Regions from separate parts of the Triticum aestivum genome. Here region 1 is linked to region 2. The links are chromatin contacts, called in public Hi-C maps. All regions are on one chromosome and are shown on one strand. Each heading gives the region's core, a stretch centred on a gene start, on an enhancer-like site or on the middle of the called end of the contact. The rest is flanking DNA. Distances are from core to core; before and after follow the strand shown. Region 1 has its middle 86 kb from the start of LOC123148875. Region 2 overlaps LOC123148873 (protein WHAT'S THIS FACTOR 1 homolog, chloroplastic-like).

The links. Hi-C and Micro-C count contacts between places; a contact is called where the count stands out from the background.
Region 1: a contact with region 2 is called in a Hi-C map of leaf, with 9 times the contacts expected there. The contact joins two enhancer-like sites. A contact is called at or near these places in 2 of 5 Hi-C or Micro-C datasets (both in leaf) and 1 of 1 datasets of contacts at active chromatin or transcription factors (leaf).

The regions. Positions count from the first base shown.
Region 1 is chr7A:640,186,152-640,191,171 of IWGSC CS RefSeq v2.1, reverse strand. No RefSeq gene overlaps it. Among protein-coding and RNA genes, the nearest start is that of LOC123148875, 86 kb to the right of the region's middle. Within about 2 kb of position 3,576, at least 3 of the 8 cell types and tissues checked have an H3K27ac peak or open chromatin away from gene starts, as enhancers often do. A contact at or near this core is called in leaf, where this site is marked.
Region 2 is chr7A:639,928,003-639,932,918 of IWGSC CS RefSeq v2.1, reverse strand. It overlaps LOC123148873 (protein WHAT'S THIS FACTOR 1 homolog, chloroplastic-like), which reads right to left. Exons shown (of 2, transcript XM_044568391.1): 2 at 4,323-4,916. Among protein-coding and RNA genes, the nearest start is that of LOC123148873, 4.9 kb to the right of the region's middle. Within about 2 kb of position 1,553, at least 1 of the 8 cell types and tissues checked has an H3K27ac peak or open chromatin away from gene starts, as enhancers often do. A contact at or near this core is called in leaf, where this site is marked.

The DNA of each region.
Region 1 (5,020 bases), core at 2,327-4,826, 260 kb before region 2:
CTTGTGCAATAAGGGTGATAACCCAATCCTTAGAAGTCAATACTTCCAAATATATGATGATTGTCACATGCTAGCGACTTATCGTCTAAAGCCAAATTGGGTTTAAACGAAACCACACTTATACTTAGATCTCAACAAATAAGTCTCAAGACAAAACCAAATATTGTTTGCAAAAAACTTAAATCAAATAAAAATTGAGGTTTCTGATTTGAATACGATCAGTAAACCGTTCCAAAGGGGTTAAGCTAGGATTCGAATACGATCATGTAGCCCCAGTGGCTTTGGCGTTGCGCCGATCAAGAGGGTACCGACAGCTATGTTCTCTTTGGTTCGAATACGACCTATGTTTGAACAGGAAGCCCCCAAGTGATCATATAAATTTTTGCATCACGCTCATCAAGAGGGTTCCGACAGCTATGCTCGATGAGCAGGAAGCCCCCAAGTGACCATAATAAGGGAAGCCGTAAGGCAGGATACCCATATTTGAACCGCGCATCATGGCGGCAAGTTCTTTTTGGCAACCTTTAATTTTTCTGAGAACTCGAATCTTGCGAGAGATTAATTCTTTTTGAACCAGAATTTCAAACCAGATATTGAGAGCTTCAAAGCTTTGTGGGAGACAGGTTTACCTTGAACCGGATTTCAAACTGGATATTAAGGGTTTCACGCTGTGTGGGAGACGGGATTTTCCTTGAACCGGATTGTAAACCGGAAGCATCATTGTGAGCCGGAATCCTTCTTTTTAAGCCGGAAATTTTCTGACGGCCTTTAAATATTCGCCAATAAGGCAGTAGCCTTCGGGGCCGGGTTATTTTTCTCTCCAATGACCCGGAGTTCTTGAATATGCTTTAAACCGACAATCATTTACTGAGTCATGTCATCGTAGCCCTCGAGTTTCAAGGCGACTCGAGGAGTTGGCTTTGAGATTCTCCATATTGACCATGATATAAACTGGTATGAGTCATTCAACATCTCAGTGATATAACTTGTCCTGCACTGTAGAACTTGCAAGCCAGAGCAATTGCTCTTTTAAAGAAAGCAATATATAATATAAAAATATACTGGATGGATTTCACTGGATATGTTAGGTCAGTAATTATCTACCGCGGAGTTGATGATCACCATGTTGAAGTTGAAATCAATCACTGGTGAGTCGGCCATGGGAGCAGAGAGATGAGCCGGTCACGGCGTTGTAAGCCGGTGTGGACGAACGAGTCAATCGCAGGCGTGGTAAGCCGCGTGGACGGGCGAATCAACCGCGTCGTGTTGATGTAGCGGGGGCGGCGACCTGCGGACGTACTCGTCGAGCAGCACGGCACAGACAAGTGCTAGTGCAAAAAATAATGCTGGTGTGCGACACCTTTGTAATAAACAATAGTCCTGCGAAAAAATATCACAGACCAGAGTAATTGTTCTTTGATAAAAACAATATGCATTAAAAATAAATAGACAAGATAGTACCTGATATTTTTCTTTTGTGGGATGAACGTGGATATTGAGATCAAAACATATCAACTGTCTGATGTTGATAGCGGCTCATCTGATCATCTCCAGCAGCTACCCTTTCCTTTTGACTTGATCTGTCATATGAATACTTGATGTTGTATTGCCGGATACCCCAGATATATGCGTTGATTTGGTTACCCATGTATAAGCTTCAGGTCATCCATGGGGAGTAGCGCCCTGGCGACTTAGCAGATGCATAAACTCCAGCGGCTCAATAGCTCATATTCTCTTTCTGGTGTTTTGCACGAACACACATTCACTAAAAGCAGAACTAGTACTCCCCTCAACAGCAGCGGTAACTTAACAGATCTTTTATGAAACCGTCCAGGACTTTTAACCCTTGCACGACTCGCGCGTGTTGGTACGGAGGCCAGCGAAGGCGGCTCAGACGCACAGGGCGGTTTAGGCAAAGGTGAGCGACGAGACGGGCCGTAACAGTGGCTCGAGGCACCGACGAGGGCAGCTCAGGCCATCGCGAGACAGTGTAGGCGCGGTCGGTTTACTGGTGTTAGCTTGAAACGAGCCATGGCAGAAGCACGTAACGGCGCCGGCGACTCAGAAGTGGAAACAAGCAACGGCGTAGGTGTCTCAGAAGCGGCGACTCAAGGCCACGACGACAGCTCGAGGCGTCGTTGTCACGCCGGTGCAGAGGCGCCGGCGAGGCGGCGGGTTGAAGTAGAGCCCAGCTGTGGTGATGTAGGCGACAGGGTGGCTCAAGGTGAGGCCAAGTGCGGCGCGCGGAGGGGCAGCAACAGGCGGCTTGCGGGCGTGACCTGGCCGAGCGCGACCCAGCGGGGCTGCTCAGAGGCAAAGGCAACACTCGGAAGCGGCCAGCCGAGGCCACATCGGAGGCTCAGCGCAAGGTGAGCTCGGCGGCTATGAGTAGGTGCCGGCCCTCAGAGCAACGGGCCGGGTCAAGGGCAGCACGAGAACGGCTCGGACGGCCGTGCCTGCAGCAGAAGAAAAGGCAGAGTCGAACCATGGCCACGGGCGGCTCGGGGTCAAACCAGCGGGACCCGGCGATTCGAGGCGAACACAGCGACTCGGCGCAGATGCTCAATGGCACGGCGGTGAAGGTGAGGCCGGTGAAGGATGTGGCTCTCATCACGACGACTTGGGGGGAAAACCCGCGTCGGCGCGGGAAGGTCAAAGTGGCAAAAGTTCCTCGTCTCAGCCACGGAGGCAGTAGGCGCTTGAAGCAAGGCCACAAGGGCGGCGAAGGTGAGCAGGCCGTGGTAGAAAGAGGCAGCGCCGGTTCGGCCACGGCAGCAGCGGTGAGGAGTTCGGAGCCCGCTAGCTGGCGGCTCAGGTGACTGAGGCCGAGGGTGGCTCGTCGGAGGTGACTCGGTGGTGGCTCGGCCGCTCATCAGGGCCGGCACCGAACAGCAGTTGTGACCGCGACAGGCGGACCACGACGTAGCAGTAGAGGAGGTCGCAGAAGCCTGCTCAGAGGTGGAGATCGCAGCCCAAGTCCGAGTCGCGGTCAGTTGGATGAAATCACGTCTGTGTTTTCCTTCGAGTCGTTCACTTCCATGGTGGGCCGGCTGGAGCATGGGCGGCTCGCGGCGGTCGGCGGCTTGAAGCGCGGTAGGCCGGCGGGTTGCAGCAGCCAAGGCGGCTTAGCGGGCCGCAGCTTGGACAGAGGTGACCGGCGCCAGCGGCTCGGTCAGCGGGGGCGCGTCGGTGAGGCACCGCTGCGGTGGCGGGGGCGGAACGGCGAGGATGAAGAGTCGTGTCCTCGTCTTGATCCATAGCTGACAGGGCGCATGCAGCCCAAGTTTCTAGTGTAGCTCATCTGTCCTCAGATGATACGGTCTTGATTAGCAGTAGCATCGGGGAAACAACCAAAGTAGCATGCTGATACGGTTTTACTGCTTCATGAATATAGACGTAGTGTTCCTCCAAGATGTTGAGGAGTACTAGTTGAGATAGTACTAATTGGAGTGCTTGTCTGATTCGGTCTTTACTTCACATCGAGATTTTTAGTAGGTCCCCTTGGGACGTGAGACAGCCGCGCCGCAGACCGACTCTCAGGCGTGGCCTGGCGACTTGGCCGTGGAGGATTGAGATGGAGACGCGCAGAAGCAGAGGCAGTGACAGCGACTCGATGATGCATGGCCACGAGGCGAGCTTTGGCCATGGCGGCTCAGAGGCGACGCCTGTCAACGTAGGCAGTCTGACGAGTCCAAGTCAACGCTGAAGTAGTCAGCCAACTCAGATTTGACACCTTCTTTAGAAGTCTGTCCGTTTCGGCGACTTGTAAAACAATCAAATAAATCATAGGACAGGCGGGGGCGGATCAACTGTAATGCTAATTCTTTTTCAACTTCAATCTCATGGATTGTAAAATCTTCATCCGGAAAATTGCAAACTCCTCGATCCCTAGGAAGATCCCTTCAAGAACTCATCATCACCGTGCGCAGGCCCCACGGTGGGTGCCAACTGTCGTGGAATTATCACGGCAGATGTCCTAATGTGAGGACTTAGTCGTGAGGCCAACGCATCTTTGTATTAGCTTGAGAGGGGTTGAGCGGAATCGAGAGACGCAACACAAGACAAGGATTTAGACAGCTTCGGGTCTCGGAAAGCATCATCCGGTAATAGCCCTACATGTTGTTTGTGGCTAGATCTCATTATGCTTATGAAAGAGTCGCCGGTAAGCCGGTTCTCTCTAATTGTGTCTAGCCCTAGAGATTATTGTTTCTTGTTGCTTGTCCCTTTTTGGGGAGCCATACCCCTCCTTATATATGTTGAAGGGGCGGGTTACATGTGGAGTCCTAGTAGGACTAGGACTAGTCTATCCTTTCTTACAAGTTGAATACAAGTCCGGGTCTTGCTTCCTCGTAAAGGAAATATTCGTCATCTCTTTCCTCTTAAGCTGGCCCATCATAACGTGAGCCGGCCTTTTGGGCTTTGGGCCTTGTCTTCTATCTGACCCGCCATTAGGGCCATCCGTGAGTCGCCAGGTTCGTGAGTCGCCACTAACGGTGGGTTGCCAATGAAAACGCCAAGCCCGGGCGGGTCATACCGCGGGGTATATCCCTAACAATGGGGCTAGACGAAGAGATGACCGATCGACAATAAGACGATGGCTCCAGACATGTCGAGGAGGAAGAGTCCCGAAATGACGACGGCGGCAGAGAAGATTCAGGACACGACGAAGAAGAGTCCGAACATGGCGGAGAAGAGGCAGCGGTCATGCCGCAGTCTTTGACGCTACTAAGTTCAGTCGTGCAGGACCCTCATGTTCGAGACCTCCTTCGCAAGAGTACGATTAGCGAGAGAGCTGCTTCTAGAGAAGAGGCCAAGCTGGCGCAACTTGAAGTAGGCTCGAGGACTCCATTGTATGACGGTTGGGATCCCGAGGTGACCCGCATGAGTTTCACGCTCGAACTTCTAAAGACGAATGCCAAAAAATGGACAGATAAAAGCCTTGATGAGCACTTGAAGTTTCTACATAATAAAGTTCTTCCCGCGGGGAACCTGTATCCTACTAGTGTCGAGGAGGCCAAGA
Region 2 (4,916 bases), core at 304-2,803:
GCACCAGTTATTATGGTTCCATGATATTTACTCTATATACTATGACATGAATGGCACAACCTAAAATGTTGCAAAGGGAGGACTAACAACGGTAGACAGCAAAAACAAAGAAAAGAAGTGCTAGGTTTGGAAGTAAAACCTCCAGATTGACTAACAATTATTGTAATTCGCTTGCATTGACCTCAAATTCTTCTCTGGCAGACAGTGCCTTCACACGAACCATGCCTCGCTCCCACTCAGATTTCCCCAACCAAAACCAGCCTGCTAGCACTTGTCCGATCTGCATGTTTAAACACCCATTTCAGACACTTGTCTTGTACAAGGTCTACGGATCTGCCATTCTTCCGCAGAGAGGATGCAACACAGGATGCTGGTTCCTGAAGCTCATCATCCAGCGGGAAGACAATGTCGTCTATTTGTCGCGACAGATGAGGCAGAAGACCATTCTCCTTCAGCAGTTCGACAATGACAGCGTCCCCAAACCCGAATCCACAGGCTGGTACATCTTAACTTCCAAATGTTGAAAGCAGGCTGAAAACAGGACCGCATAAAAAGAACGTGAGGCAGAAAAAAAGATAGAGAGGGACAAAACGCATGGCAACAGACTGCTGCAAATAGCTCCGAGAAACATTTGCTGGCAGAAAGATGCAGGAGAGAGGGAACCGGGTGTGGCTTCCATCGACCAGCACGGGACAAGGGAGGCAATGCAGCTTGCACAAGTCATTGTACATGGGTTGGCAAAATGGCACGTCATTAGGCGCCCAAAATGACAAGTGTTGTTTCAGATTTAACAAAAAGTTGGCATGGAGTATTGCACTATGCTCGTCCCCCCTGTGACAGTGCAAGTAGATGGCACGCACGCACTCCATGTTACATCACCAGGAATGAGCTTTGTTTAGCTAGCATCTCCCGTCAAGTCCCATCATCGATCCATGGGTGGATGGTACTCCCTCCGTATCGAAATATAAGACATTTTTTGACACTATCACAGTGTGAAAAAAAACATCTTATATTTTGATATAGAGGGAGTACAACATGCTAACTTCATAGTATAATTCTGTATTGATAAGAAAAAGGAAGAAGAAATATGCCCTAGAGTTGAAGAAAGGAGCCACTGAGCCCAACCAATAAGATAGGCGTATGATGATTGTAACGTGGCCACAGCCCAGAAGCTATCTAAATGCCGACCTAAATTGATTTACCCGGCCGGCTTGTGATGAGCTAAACGTGGAGTCATTCATTCCCCCTCCAGATGCTCGTGCTCAGTCTCATTGACATGGAATAAAATCGTCGTTTCTGGGGTATTATTGGGCTAGAATAACCTCCCTTGGATACATACGTCTTTACCTGGTGACATGGTACAGATAAAGAAAGATCATGGAGACATGCAAACAAAGAAATTGGATGCAGAGAGGGACAGGCACCTGACCCTCGATGCATACATATGCCAAGATTGTGAAATCTGAACCAACCAAATAACACATGGCTGGGCTACGCCACCATGGATGGGCCCCTACGCCTCCACGTATATATATCAATGCACGCCACGCACACATTACTTTCTTCCTCTCAGATGGGACAAGCATAAAAATGACCTGATACTAGAGTAGTAGAGGCTGTGATGCACGAGTAGGAAGAAACGAGACTCCAGCGCGATGCTGATAGATAGATCGTCCAAATATCTGTCCAGAGCGACGGAGATGGCCGAGCTGGTTCTGGTGTTCAAATCAGGATTCTTTTCTTTGCTTGCTAGGCGCCGATTTGTTCATTCAAGCGATCGAAAGAGATTGTTTCACGACGTAAATGGGGTGCTTTGTCGGACTCCTAATGGATAGACACCACACCAGGCAGATAGATGATGATGGAAACAGGGGTGGCGGTATTGACTGGCCACTCTAATTGTGACGTTCGACCAGACGAGCAAAGAGACATCGAACAACACAATTCAGAGAACCTTCTCAATGCAAGCAAGAATCAACAGAGACATTCATCAGAAATCAAGCTGCAAAAAACTGGAACTCTTTACTTAACTAATTCGGCAGATAATATAAGATTTAGGTCGAAATCTAGCGGTAACTGGTATGAGAATCAAAGCACAAGTAAAGATAGTGGAAGCTTCCTAAAGTCAAGGCAGGGTCCGGAAAAAAAGATAGCAAAACCATACAGGCAAAGCAAGCCAGTTCCTGAAGCAGTGCACTTAAAAAATGGCACGCCCTACCCACACACACAAGTTGTTTATGGAGCAGGCAATGCTACTCAGGGGCAGGGACAGGCAAGCAAAGACTGGTGTGGTATACAAGAAAGACGCATCAACCGGAAACCCAGATGGGTCCATAGAGGCTGAAGGTGACCCAAGCTAAGGGCAAAGAAAGCATGTGCTGTTGGTGGCCAATAATAGTAGAGCCAAAAGGTATTAAGACAGGCTAATGCAAAGGTTCAGATCGTTTGGAAGGCTACTGCAGAGAGAAATGCTTACCCTTACCAGGAGAAGAAAAACAAACAGGATCAGGAAAGGGTGAGCCTCCAGTCTCCATCCTAGGCTATCAGCCATCCAAATCTAGTTCTCGGTGCATCTGATCAGGCTCATGACCATATATCATAGGCTAGTGTCTGCAGAATCTGGTCCCAATCACTGCTCCTGTTCATGCTCTTAACTTTCAGGGGTTATAATTGAGCAGCAGCCAGTTAGTTGGCCTCATCGCACTTGGCTCCATGTGTCCACACCATGCATAATTGTGTCGGTCCTTCTTTACTTAGCATATGATCCCACTGAGAGCTATTTTTAGCGTTGCAGTTAACATATGCATCTCCCACTAAGACATCATTCTATGTTGACAACCACTTCAATGCAGGAATATCAGAACATACTCAAGATAGTCTGAAAGGGATTTAAACCTGCCCATGAATAGCCTGTTGCAGGTATTGCATTGATTGGCATAACAAACTGATACAGCTTTGTATGCCTAGAGTAGAATCAAGGTCCAAGATCAACAGTAAGCCATGTTTCCCTGATTTGGTCAGTCATTATTCAGGGCCAACACAATCACGTAACCTACAGGCTTTCGGAGGATGACATTGCACAGCCCTTAATCAATCCATCAAAGCACTCCATTGTATTTTCTCTATACTTGACTGGTGCACAGCGTATTGATTCTGACACAAAGCCAAATTACACAAAAACAATATCAGTACCGGAGACTTGCTACAGAATAATCTGTCAACATCAATCAAACCCATGTTACAAAGCCTGACTGGCCCTTATTGCTGAATTGCAATATTTGTAATGAGATATTAACAAAAGACAAAAAAATCATGTCAGCTTGTCACATACCTGTTCCTGCTGGATAAAGATCCTGTAGTGATCGGTAGGCCATCTTCACTTAGTTGACCCTTTGTGAGTTCCATCCGCTGAACAATTGCCACTGTAGATTACAAAGATGCGTGGGGTGAGGACTATAGCCCATGCGCATTAGTCTTGCTTAACAGAAATGGGGCAATCTGTAGCAAAGAAGTGTGGTGACCGTCAAAACGCACAGACATAGGGTGTAATCATGAGCTATCACAGTATAAACCTTACCAAGACTTTTATTTTCTTCTGAAGCAAGAAAATAGGCCTGATATTCATTCTTTCTTTCAGTGTCCCGATGGGCACACGATGAATGTGGCGATGCAGCATGAATAGTTGAATGAGGGAACGAAAGTTGTGTGTACATGTTACTACTATCTATATCTAAGATGACTCACAATTGTTTGAAAAGATAATAAGCATGCGAGTTAAACACTGCAGTATTTCATATTACTGAGATAAAAATCAAGACAGCTATCCAAATAACCATTATGTTTATAAAGTTAATACTAAAACAAATAATATAGGAAGATATCAAGTTAGTACAAATGTCAGTGAGTTATGTTATCCTCATGTCACCAAAATGAAGGATACTATCTACCAGCAGCTAGTCTATGACTCCGGATGTCTATTATAATATTTGTGCCAATTCAAAACCGATCAACTAGATCTTAAATAAGTGAAATATTGAAGATGTGCAATTACATGTGAAGTCATTTCTGACCCTTAGGCATCTCAAACAACCTCTAGGGATATCCTGCTGCTTATTCAGAAATAGGCCACCTAAATACATAAATAAGTGGTCTGATACCATCAAAGTCCAATGCAGATAACTTGAAGTCACTAGCGACATAAGCATGAGGACACAATCGCATACAGTGAACGTAGATAAGCATTGTCAACAAATTCAGAAATTAGCAGAACAATCAATGTGCTAGAGACAGCATCTGGAGCATTTACAGGTGCTTTCTGCATGTTAAGGGATATAGAAACAACCAAATAAGTACTGATGAGATGCAGCTTGTTATTGTGCTAAAACTGTTACCAATACTGGTGATGCATTTAAAACATCCGGTAAACCAAGAGCATCTAGTGGTATGATTGTGTGAGTAACACATTTATGTTGCAGAACTCTCTAAAGAAGTTACAGAACAGTAACAAATATCCTGCTGCAAGCAGAGTCACATGAGACTGAGTGAATAATAGAGTTTCAGATAAATGAGTGCCTGACTATTGTTTATGAGCCAAAGGTAGAAATCCATCCAATTAGGAGAAGCAACTCAACATTACATATCTTAGTACAAAGCGGAATTGATACTGCAACTTCTTTTTTCGGCATTATAAGCTGCACAACTGGAGTTAGAGCTGATTGATTTGATGCCAACATTTGGTAAATCAAAAGTTGTCAAAATTTGGCAAGTTTTTGTGAGCTTGGCAAGAAACAAACCAATCACTAGAAATCTTGGCATGCCAAATTTTGGTATCAAACCAATCATGCACTTAATCCTCTCAACCCCTACATTCCAACTGAACTTGTGACCTCCATACAAACATGGATGTCTCATCAGCT